Regions from separate parts of the Gossypium arboreum genome. Here region 2 is linked to region 1. Evidence: chromatin contacts called from public Hi-C data. All regions are on one chromosome and are shown on one strand. Each heading gives the region's core, a stretch centred on a gene start, on an enhancer-like site or on the middle of the called end of the contact. The rest is flanking DNA. Distances are from core to core; before and after follow the strand shown.

Evidence for each region. Hi-C and Micro-C count contacts between places; a contact is called where the count stands out from the background.
Region 2: a Hi-C map of leaf shows a contact between it and region 1, with 2.4 times the contacts expected there. The contact joins the promoter of LOC108457757 here to the enhancer-like site in region 1. A contact is called at or near these places in 2 of 5 Hi-C or Micro-C datasets (both in leaf).

The regions. Positions count from the first base shown.
Region 1 is chr4:108,007,410-108,013,238 of ASM2569848v2, reverse strand. No RefSeq gene overlaps it. Among protein-coding and RNA genes, the nearest start is that of LOC108459002, 28 kb to the left of the region's middle. Within about 2 kb of position 2,313, at least 1 of the 2 cell types and tissues checked has an H3K27ac peak or open chromatin away from gene starts, as enhancers often do. A contact at or near this core is called in leaf, where this site is marked.
Region 2 is chr4:108,103,409-108,109,237 of ASM2569848v2, reverse strand. It overlaps LOC108457757 (protein OCTOPUS-like), which reads right to left and starts at 2,551. Exons shown (of 1, transcript XM_017756886.2): 1 at 129-2,551. The coding sequence starts at 2,313. The coding sequence ends at 298.

The sequences.
Region 1 (5,829 bases), core at 1,064-3,563:
GTTTTATTTACATCATTATATTTAACTTATTTTCTATGATATATTTTTAATTTTATTTTAAATTTAAAGATAACTTTAGTTTTAATTTTAATTTTAATTTTTTATTGTGATGCTATTTCAATTTTTTTAATTTAACAAATACTCAATTTATTGTGTAGTTTAGTCAATATGATATATCATATTTTATTTGTGCTGTACTAAATATTATAAAATATTATATAAAATCAAATAAAGACCGAATCAAGAATTATTATAAAATAAAAGCACAAGGCAAATAATATATATATTGTAGATGGAAAACTTAAAAATATATGTTTTTTTATTCAATCCTACTTCTCAAAATGCATTTCACAATTTCATTAGTGGCTTTTAATTTATGATCATTTATCATAGATTACGATATATGCTGCAATTTTCTTTAATCAATTTTTTTTTAAATAACAATTCAATAATATACATTCAACTTATGCATCATCACATTAGGATACAAACTAATTAGTAATTATTGAATTTGTAAATTTTTTGATGAATTAGTGTCATAAATTAGTAGAACAACAACTTAGAAAATTACTTAAAACTATTTTAAAAATAATAAATTATATTATAATGTTATTTTTATCTTTTAATATTTTTATAAAACCTTTAGATAAAATAATTAAAAATAATATCAAACCCGAAATTAATGAAATATTATATATAAAATCTTCACAACTCTACCTATATTCGAATTGATAATAAATCTTTTATAAATATATATATTTTATAAAATCTTCAACACCTCATTTATTTAAATTTTATTTATATTAATATTAAATAAAATAAAATCAATACCTCCCCACCCGCATTCCTCTCCCCTTTCCATCTTCTCCCTCCCACTGTCCCCCCTCCCTCTCTCTACATCTTCTCAAGTTTTTATTCCTCTATTTGGAACTCTAGAAAAGTAGACCGAGAAAAGGACTGACCAGGAATCAAAGAGAAAATGGAATTTTCTCAGGCTTTTTGTGTGGCTTCTTATTTAATAAATTCCGATCCAACTCCCAGAATATTATGTAAAAAGTATAGCAAAAAAACAGAGGGGAGGGGGAAGGGGACTTTGAAAGGGAGAAGATGGAAAGGGGGAGAGGGGAGGAATATTTTTATTTAACATTAATATAAATATTATTATAAGTTTTTTAATTAATTAGATTTTAATGTCGTGGTAACGTGGTGCTTCTCGATTGGTTTTAACTCTTTTTAATGGATGTAATATTAAGAACTAATATTGGTTATAGAAAAAAGTTAAGATATCTAATTCGACCAAAAAATTAATTTAAGAGCCTTTAATTCAATTAGACATAATTATTTTCATCCTATTTGAATATGACATATCTAATATATCAATTATGCTTTTAAATTTTGAATTTAGGTTTGAAATGTTCCAAGTCTTTGTATTTTACTACGTTTCAACTTTAATTATACTTTTATTTTCAAAAATTTAGTTTATTAATTTTTAAAATTAAAAATTTAGATTTAATTGTTTCTACATTTAAATTTTTTTAATTTTGTTGGTATACAAGGATAAAACCAGAAACTTTTTAGGGGCGAAGCTAAATTATAATTTTATAATAATAAAATATAATTTCACTATTTTAATAGTTTATATATTTATAATTTTAAAGGATCAAATTAATTTTTATCATTTTTAATGAGGTCAAAATATAATTTTATTTTTATTAATTTAAAATTTAAAAACTTTTAAAAAGTCTAAATAGAAGTTTTTTTACATTTTAGGAGGCTGGGACCTTGCCAATCCTTTAACTACACCCTTATTAATATAGTAACATTTAACACTATGAAAAAAAAAATTATCAAGTTAATAGAATAACTAAATTTTTTTAAAAAATCTAAAATATATATTTCAAAATTACAACTTAACCTTAAATTTATATGGACGCGAGAGTGAGAGCGATTGTGGGGGCCTGTGGCGAACTTATAAGCGAGAGTATTTTCTTTCTAAATCAAGCGAGGAATAAAGGGATCATCCGTTGTCCCCTCCACCTTTACTTTCCCTTTTTTTATTCCAATGAATAGATAGATGTATCATAGATAGAATTATTTAAGGCTTTGTCTTTCTTGAGTTTTGTTTGTATCGGTTGATTATCTAGACATTATATATACAATTTATAAAGTGGATGTGTAAATGTATGCAAGGTCTGTGGGAAAAACACAGATTTGGGACAAAAATTCCAATTGTGTAGGCAGTGGCCCAGGCTTCCATCATCCCAAATTCCCTATCCTTGCTCCACTATGGGAACATTCACCCATTGTTTTCAAATTTTGCTTTTCATCAATATCCATCTGGTATTGTGCCAATTTTCAGTCCTCCAACTTATTTGATCAGTCCCCACCAAAGCTCTTACATGCCCAGTATTGGATTTTCTTATTTGAACTACAAAATTAAATAATATATATGTATGTATTTTATATGAAGTTTTTAAATATATTTAAAGAAATTTACTTAATATCATATTAAAAATTAAATATAATTTTTTAAATAAAACCTTTAGTTGAAAAACACAACAATCCACTATAAGCGATGTCTGTTTTCTCTCCAATCAATCATATATATGTATGTATGTGGATAAATTATCAAATTATCCAAATTTTGTCTGAAATGAAGATTCTAGTCTTGATTTGGTAGTATCAGCAATTACAATTTAGGCAAACAGTTTAAGGGAGTAATGATTAAACTTTTTTTTGTTGCCACCTCGAATATCATAATTCAAACTTTATTGCTCAATTTGTAGTTTACATGTGCAAGTTTGTTCAAAAATAAAGTTGCAAAGCATGAGATTATTGACATTCGCTTCACCATATATATTGCAACTTCGGAGAGTTATTTATTTAAAATTGTAATTTAGTTCGGTTAATTTATAAAATAATTTTAAGAATTGGGGTCCACCATGTTTAAGGAAAAAAAATATGCATGAGAATTACTGATCTTGATAAGTAAACTGTAAACACAAAGATTACATGTAAAATTAGCTTCTAAAGTAGGTCCTTTTTAAATAAAAGTGTTTAAATTATCAGTTATTTTTACTCCAATTTTTTTTTTCTGAGTGTAGCATTATAATTTCTAATTTTTTTATACAATACATAAAACTATCTAAAATTCTTTCCTAATTTTTAATAAGAGAATAATTTATTTCAGTGCACCAATTCATATCCTTTTGTATAAGCAATAATATCGATGTCAGCTCAATTGATATGTTGATATATTTTATTTAATGTGATATTCTTGAAAAATAAAATGAAACAAAATTGATAATTTGAAAAAAGAATAGGTAGATATAAGCGTAGACACAAAGCTAAAGTTAAGCTGCATGGTCTTCTCTTGTGTCCATGGAGTCGGAGGCCAAACGTATTAGAGGGGTTCACATCTGAAAAAAAATAAACAGTATTTACGTGGTGAAAGCTGATGACATGGAAAGCAGGTGAGGCTACTTTTCAGGCATGCAAACAAAGATTAGGAGTTTTAAGAGCTTTTGGATTGGGGGGGCAATTTTTTAAGTTTATTTTGCTGTTGTTTAGTGAACAACTGAAGATTCGGTAATCAGACTCAGACTCTTGCAGTCTTGTGTTTTTCTTCTCTCAAGCTTTTTTTTACAGTTAGAATGAGAATGAGCTTTCTTTTGTTTCTTTTTAAATTTCCACTTTTCTTATTTTTTTTTAATCAATGGAAAAAGAAGAAGAAAATTCAAATCTTTATCAGCATTTAGAATCTCTAGTAATAATATAAAATTATACCCAATATTTGCAATGATAATAACAGGACCTTTGACACACCATGGTAGGGCAATTAATGTAACCTTATTAATGGAAATTATCATGATTTATGTTCATGTTTTGCATGTCCTTTTAACATTATAAATTCATTATAATCTATTCATCCACCGATTAATGATTCTGCTATAAATGGGGAACAGGTTTTACTGTAAAACATGCATCAGAATTATGGATTCCACAAGCTTTTTTTTTTTTCTTCAATAATGGTGTCTTATTATAGGACTAAGATCATTATTGGCCGTAGTTGCACAAACCATATATTCTCCTCCCGATATACTTCTGTTTGGAACATTTTTCCAGGAAAATAATTAAGCTGTAAAGAGCAATTCAGATGCAAATACATGTCTTGTACTGTAGATAAAAGAGAAAAAGGTAAGCTCTTCATCATTACCAAAGAATTATGAGTGGCAAAAAGGACTATAATTGAGTCCATTGGACCCACACGTAACACACAGCACATACAGATTAGTGTCTTTTTTATTTTCCCAATCCTCCTTTTTTAAAAATGGTTATAAAATATAAATGAATTATAGACCCACTTTAAGGGGGGAAAATCCTCCAATTTGGACCCAACATGCCTTTCCGAGAAAACCCATTGTTCACATTTTATTTTGTAATCATTTGTATATATCATTATAGTTTTTTTCTAAAAGAATAGAAAAGATGATTTATTAAATAAAAATCATACTTCCAAGATAGTTTCTGGAATGGGTTAAACCCAATCGGCAGAGGCGGTAGGATTTCTGGAATGGGTTAAACCCAATTGGCAGAAGCAGTAGGATACTGGCAGACTGTAGGTTCCTCCATATTGGACAATCATGGATTATCTGCCTTTTGCGTAGCTCCACAATATTCCTGACCGGAGAGTTGCTGTTGTTACCTCCATTTACTGTGTTCAATAAATCGGCCAGAGCGGCATTATCACTTTCCACACTCGCTTTTCAAAATCCATTGGACCAAGCAACGTTTAAACCATCAAAAACTGCCCAGACTTTTGCCTGTGTTATAATCCACTGCTTGTGACAAATAAACCCAGGTAAATTTACTACTCATGTCAATAAACGAGACATAATACAAGTTACCTTCACAAGAAACAGATGCGGGTCCCCACAAATCAGAAACAACTAATTCAAACAATTCAGTATATTTAGTACGAGATTGTGAAAAGGGCAACTTATGAGATTTACCTTTCTGGCACGCTACACAAACATGATCAAGACATTTTTTATTGAAAGTAATCTGACACTGATCAAGAACAGTCTTTACAATAGTAGAAGAAGGATGACCAAGTCTTTTATGCCACAACGTAAAAACATCATCACTCGTAGAGCAATCCTAAACTGCAGCGTTGTAAGCAGACGGACGGAGAGCAACCGACTCTGCTGAAAAATGATAGAGCCCATCACGAACTTGGCCCCGCAGCAAGATTTTTTGTGTCTGGATGTCCTTAGTCACATAATAAGATGGATGAAACTCAAAGAAAACATTATTCTCAGTCGCAAATTTAGACACAGACAACAAATTTTTCCGGATGCTTGGAACACATAAGACATTCGACAAATGAAGCAATTTCTTTTGTGTAGGTATAGCAGTATTCCCAATAAATGAAATCTTAGTAGAAGCTCCATTACCCATTAGAATAGATGAATTACCTGAATACGGATTTGAGGTATGAAGATTGGAGGCATTTTGACACACATGGTGAGTAGCTCTAGAATCTGGACACCACGACGTGCTCCCAACCGGCAACAGCACATAAGAATCAGTGTTATTAAAATTCGAACCATAGTCAGTGGCACCAGAATAGTCAGAAGTATGCAAGTTAGAAACCCGTGGAGGTATTCCAACAAATTGAGATGAGTCGTACAGAGACGAGTCAACATCGAACACACGATCATGCAGTTTTGTTCGCCACAGAACCTCAGGCGCGGTGGGCGACACACGCGGACCAAGATGAACATAATTAGCATTGGGCCTGAAGGAGTATTGGCCATCATCCAATTG
Region 2 (5,829 bases), core at 1,302-3,801, 96 kb before region 1:
CACTCAACTCTAGGTGAGACAAAGAAATAACATAAACACAGCTTATCTGCATTCTCTATGTTCAAGCCTTTTCTGGTAAAAACAGAACAGAAGAAAGGGAAGACTCAAAATGTTGAAGAAAATGTGACTAGAAACAAGAAAACATATTGTTATTTCAACAGTGAAGGCTAAAAATGTTCAAGAAATGCTTTTGTTTTAATCTAACCAACCACCAAAATACAGAGGCATGTTTGGTTACATAACAAGTGCAGCAAAATTAACATTAAACCAAATAAAAACAACTTATGAATCTAAAATTCAGTACAACCTTAGTAAGGTCCTTGCAATAGAATGTGCATTGCTTGCCCTGGTTTTGCCTGACCCACCTCTCCGGCTCGCGCTCATCGGTGCCATGTAGAACCTTAACAGTCCATTATCAAAGTGATTTGGTGAATATCTTGCACTCCTGTTCCTTTCTAACACAAAATCATCTTTTTTCTTCTTGCTATGCCCATTTGACTCAACATAGTTCTTCCTTGCACCACTAAATGATCCTGCACCGAAACTGCTAGAATTCCTCCAGCTTACGCTGCTATTGCTCCTCATTACCTTTGGATTAAAACCTCCTCTCACATCTCCATTCCTTTCCCCTCTCAACTCAGGCCAAGATTCTGAATATGACCTCTCCACACCGTTAGCTCTAGAATACCTATCTTCATCCTCATCTTTGTTAACACTCTTCCTGTTAATAAAGCCCCAAATGTTCCAAGCTTTACTCCACCTCCGTGACTTCTTAGATGACTCTTTCTGTTCCCCATTCCCAATCACAGATGCATTATCTTTGAAGCCAATCTCAAAAGTGTCTGAATAATCATCCCTCAAAGAATTTGAATCCCTGGAATCCCTATCAGGAATGACAGGCTTAGGTCCATGGGTGTAATCAACAGTTGCAGGGGAAACCTTTGTACTAGAAACCGACCTCATTTCCTCCATTTCAGCCACTATAGCTGCAGCAGTCTTCCTACTAGAACTGGACCTGTCAAGACTTTTTCTTCTCCTAGAATCAGAATAATAATCCCTTGTTTGAGCTGACCCTCCAGGAAGCGATTCATCCTCCTCAGTAACAGAATTCATAGCCGTCGGGTCCTCCACAGGGATCTGAGTATCAGACCTCATAACATGATGAACTGGAGCATCTTCCGCAACGGAAACCATTGTGGGCATTCTTGGGAACATTCTCCCCATCAGATATCCATCGCAGGAAGCTCTTGGTTCATCAAAAGAATATCTGGGATCATCACATGACATTCTTGCTGCATCAAAAGACATCCTTGGTGCATCAAATGACATCCTCCCAGCATCAAGGGAAAACCTTGGGTCTGTATCACAAGACCTTCTCCCGAACCCATAATCCGCAATTTCTGACTGGGTTTCTCTGTATTGTCTGCCTATGGGCTTCTCCACTGGCAATCTCGCTGACCCACATCCATTTCCCCTCTTTTTAAGTTTTTGTTTTTGCCTCCATTTTTGTAATTTCTTGCTGAAGACTGAAGCAGCTGACCAGAAACTCCCAGCAATCTCTTTGAGATCTCGTCCAGAAGCGTTCTTTGTTTGCGAATCAAGATCTATATGATCCTTCATGGGCTTCAGCTCCTCTTCTTGGCACAGTTCCTTTTCGTATTCTTCCACAATTTCTTCAACTTTCTCTTCTATCAAATTCGTAGCAGAAGCAGCCACATTGGGCGGTTGTTCTTCTACGATCACTATGTCGTCATTGTGATCGGTTTCACTCTCAGTTTGGTCTTCTTCTTTGCTTTCAAAAACAGGACCTTGACCAACAGTCGAAGAAGCCAAATTTCGAGCTTCAGCTTCAGCAACTTCAGAAGACCTCCCGTTTGCAGTTGCTTCTTGATAAAAGAGTGACCAAAGGGTGTTTCGAGCCCTAACGTCACAAGATTTCCTCTGGGGCTCAAAAACACCAGAGAAACCCTCGTTTTTCGAGGCCGAAAAGGACTTTGTTCGCCGGAGCTCGGGAAAAAACCCGGACTGTGTGCCACCTCCTCCGGAAGGCTTGAAAATGGCTTTAAGTGCAGCGGTGGCGGTTGAAGTACTGGCGGCGATGGGAGGTTTCCGAGAAGAAGAAGAAGCAGAAGAAGACGAAGGCTCGAGAACAGCGAGACGTTCGTAGAGGCATGAGGGGCAAAAGCCAGTAAAATGCTCTTGAGGATGGCGGTCACAGGAGGTAGAAGGACGGTGAGGCTGAGGCGGTTGTGGCGGCGGTGCTAACCCAGGAAGTGGTGGCTCCACGTTGGGATTCATAACCGGTAGTGGCATGAGAGGAGCGCTCTGCTCATATTAGTAGCTTCAGTCAGAGAAAATTAATAAATTATAAAATTATAAAATAAAAAATAAAATGTAAGAGAAATTAGTTTTTGTTTAATTTGGTTTTCCCCTTTCCCTCTGGGATTGGGCCTTTCAATACTGTTTAGCTCCAACAGACAGTGAGAAGAAAGAAAGAGAAAACAGAATGATGGTAGTAACGGGAAAAAAATTAGAAAATAAAGATAAATAGTAAAAAGAAGAAGACATAAATAAATAAATAATAGAAAATCTCGGCGAGTGACCCATGACACGTATACTTTAGTTAGGGTTTTCCACTTAAATATTGTAAAATATTTAATTAAAAGGGATAAAACAATTTTTAGTCCCTAAATTTAACTATTCTTACAACTTGGTCCTTAAACTATTTTTGGTCCACATTAGTCCCAGAACTTGGTAACTTTTTTTCAATTTGATCCCAAGGTGTGATGACATGACACTCTTAGATTGTACTATATCATCACTTGAAAATTTTAAATATATATAATTAAAAAATAAAAAAATCCAAGTAGCGACGTGGAATAATCTCAAAGTGTCACGTTGACATACCTTAATTGAATCCAACTTTAGGGACCAAATTGGGAAATTTTCCAAGTTAAAAACTAATGTGGACAAAAATAAATTTATGGATTAAGGTGAGAAAAGTTGCTAAGTTTAATGACTAAATGTTGCCTTATCCCGAATTAAATCTTAAAATAGGTTTCTTCAAAAGTTAATTCTCAAAATGTGTTTTTAGGGTTTGAGTTTTGTAATATGTAATGTGCCATCAAGCTTTTTGCATCCCATTAGAATCAAGGCAATCATTATGAAATGATTAAAAAGGTACCTATAGATATGAAGTTCACCATAAATTATTTAAGTTTTAAACTATAATAATATAATGTAATTTTGTAAGGACGTGGATAACACTTAAATAGAACTTGACATCCGTAGGTTTCAAGGTCTTCATGGTTTTTTTAAATATGTAAATAGTAATCTATATCCGATTATTTGAAAAGAGAAACGAAACTTTGAATACACCTCACCACCTCTTTAAAAAACTTCTAAATGAACCTAACCTTAAAATCTATAAATATTCCATCCAACTCATTAGTTTCTTTTAGAAAACCCAAAATATTCGTTTTATACATTTTATACTATGATACATACTTAAGATTTTCTAAATAAATGTTTTCAATCATAAAATGATATGTCACTCAAAATTTTACAATAATGGAGGATTCTCTAATAGTTCATTGTCATAGTAATATGGGAGTAAATCCACTTGATAGTAGAATCATTCATCACCTAATAGCCATTGATTTCAATAATGATAGCTTTGGAAAGTTATGTCCATTTCGACATTCATCTCTCTCTGATTGACTAATGGAGACCCGAGACTCATACATTTTATCTCTTATATAAAAAGTAACAATAACGTTAGAAGATGTGACATTACTAACCATAAGTCTGATTTCTTTAGACTTTGAGTTAAGGTCACATGGTAAAATAGATGATTTAAGCATCTCCCAATGAATCCAGCACTTGAAGATATTGAACATCATGCTAGAACTTACATTTTTCACTTGATTAGAGGTGTGCTGATGTCAGAATAATCTGACAACTTAGTTTATACCATATATCTCCCATTATTATATAATTTTAGAATGACGAATACGTACAGTTGAGGGTCTGTTGTTTTGACATGCCTATATAGAAGGCATTATGTAATGCATGTAAAGTGGGGAACAATAAAGAAACTAGCTCCTTTATGATTTTATAATCATGAGAGATGTCAAATATCATGGATTGCGCGTCTATGCCTTTTCAAAATCTTAGTTTCTCTCTTGTTAGAACATAAAATTCGCTACATATGTTATAAATTAATTATATTCTAAATGATTAAGTACTATCATTTCATATTTTAATAGGTGGCCTAAGTATCATGACCATACAACTTACTAGAAGAACAATATTGTAGCAATACGATTATCTATTGATATTGAATCAAATATTTTAGTAATATATGTGTTATAATAATATTTATTTACTATAATCAATATTACCTCATAATTGAATTTAAATGCATCACTTTTATTAGTTTTACAATTTGTGTAGATATCATACTAGGTGGAAAGGTTACTACCATACTACTAGTTGAAGCAAGTGTGCATAATAATGTTTTTAACATGTGCACATCATTTATATGCTTCTCTTATATCAAGTGGCATTAATTTGATTGGGTTTATGATAGTTTGAGTTGTCCAAGAAATTTTGACAAATCCAAAGAACATTGAAAAGTATCATGTTATAGGTTTGCATAAAAGGATGGAGAATATTGGGCTATTAAACATGCCATGCACATCACATATTGTACCAATCGTCTTTAACATAGCCCACAAGTTGTATTGATCATGGATGATGATTTGCAACTTCCACAATTTATGATAAACAGTTTAGGACCAATGGCAAACCATATGTGTATTAGATGGAACAGGCTCCTGCACATTAGATTCAACATCCAATTTTGCAACATCAAAAGAGGGACATGGAAGCATGGGGCAAACTTGTTGAAGTAGGCCAAGCCAAAGGAAGGAGAAATTTGAAACTTCATCATGAAAAATATTAAGGCATCAACAAAGTTGTTAAAAGGTGGCACTACGGTCGAGATTGAGCTCGACCTCATCACGAAAATAGATGAGGGCTAGCCATTTCTAATTTGTATCGAACTAATGATCGAGTTAAAAAAATTTCAAGTACGAGTGTAGTTAAATGTGGATTATTTATTAATTGATTACGACATTGAGAAAGACATCGAAATTGAATTGAAATAATAATAGTAAATAACTTAAGGATTGAGTTTCAATGAAAAGAGAATGGACATATCAAATGTGCGAGGATAGGAAATGATGACATTAATGGTGGAGGACTTGAGAAGTAATAAATCATGGCTTAAAAATTAAATAAACCAAGACCTTGTATGAAATTAAGCCATTACTATTGTTAAGTTAATGGAGAGTAATGATATTAACCATGGATTTCCACTAAGTCAATTAACAAGAGATCATGTCCATTGAAAATGATAATTATATATTAATTATAATTACTTTATTAATGGATTAAAAAATAAAAAGAAAAGCTATTCATGTTTCCTACCCTTATAAATGTTGCTCCCTAGTAAAATTGGAGAAGAAAACTTTCATGAGAATTCCTTGGTGTCGTGGGTAGTTCTTCAAAAATTTGGTAAGCTCCCTTTGAATCTTAGTTGATTAATAACTTAAGATGGTAATTATGAGTGAACCCATTCATTTAATTGTTGAATTTAAAAATAAAATGCAAGGATGGCCATGGTTGGAACACTTAGAAAATCTAGGGAGATAAAGCTTGGTCAAGTATGTCTAATGGTTTTAGACATTTTTTTGGTATAACTAAGTTCAAAGTGGTGTAGGTAAGCTATGGATGAAGCTAGATTAAGATTTTGACAAAAAAGGT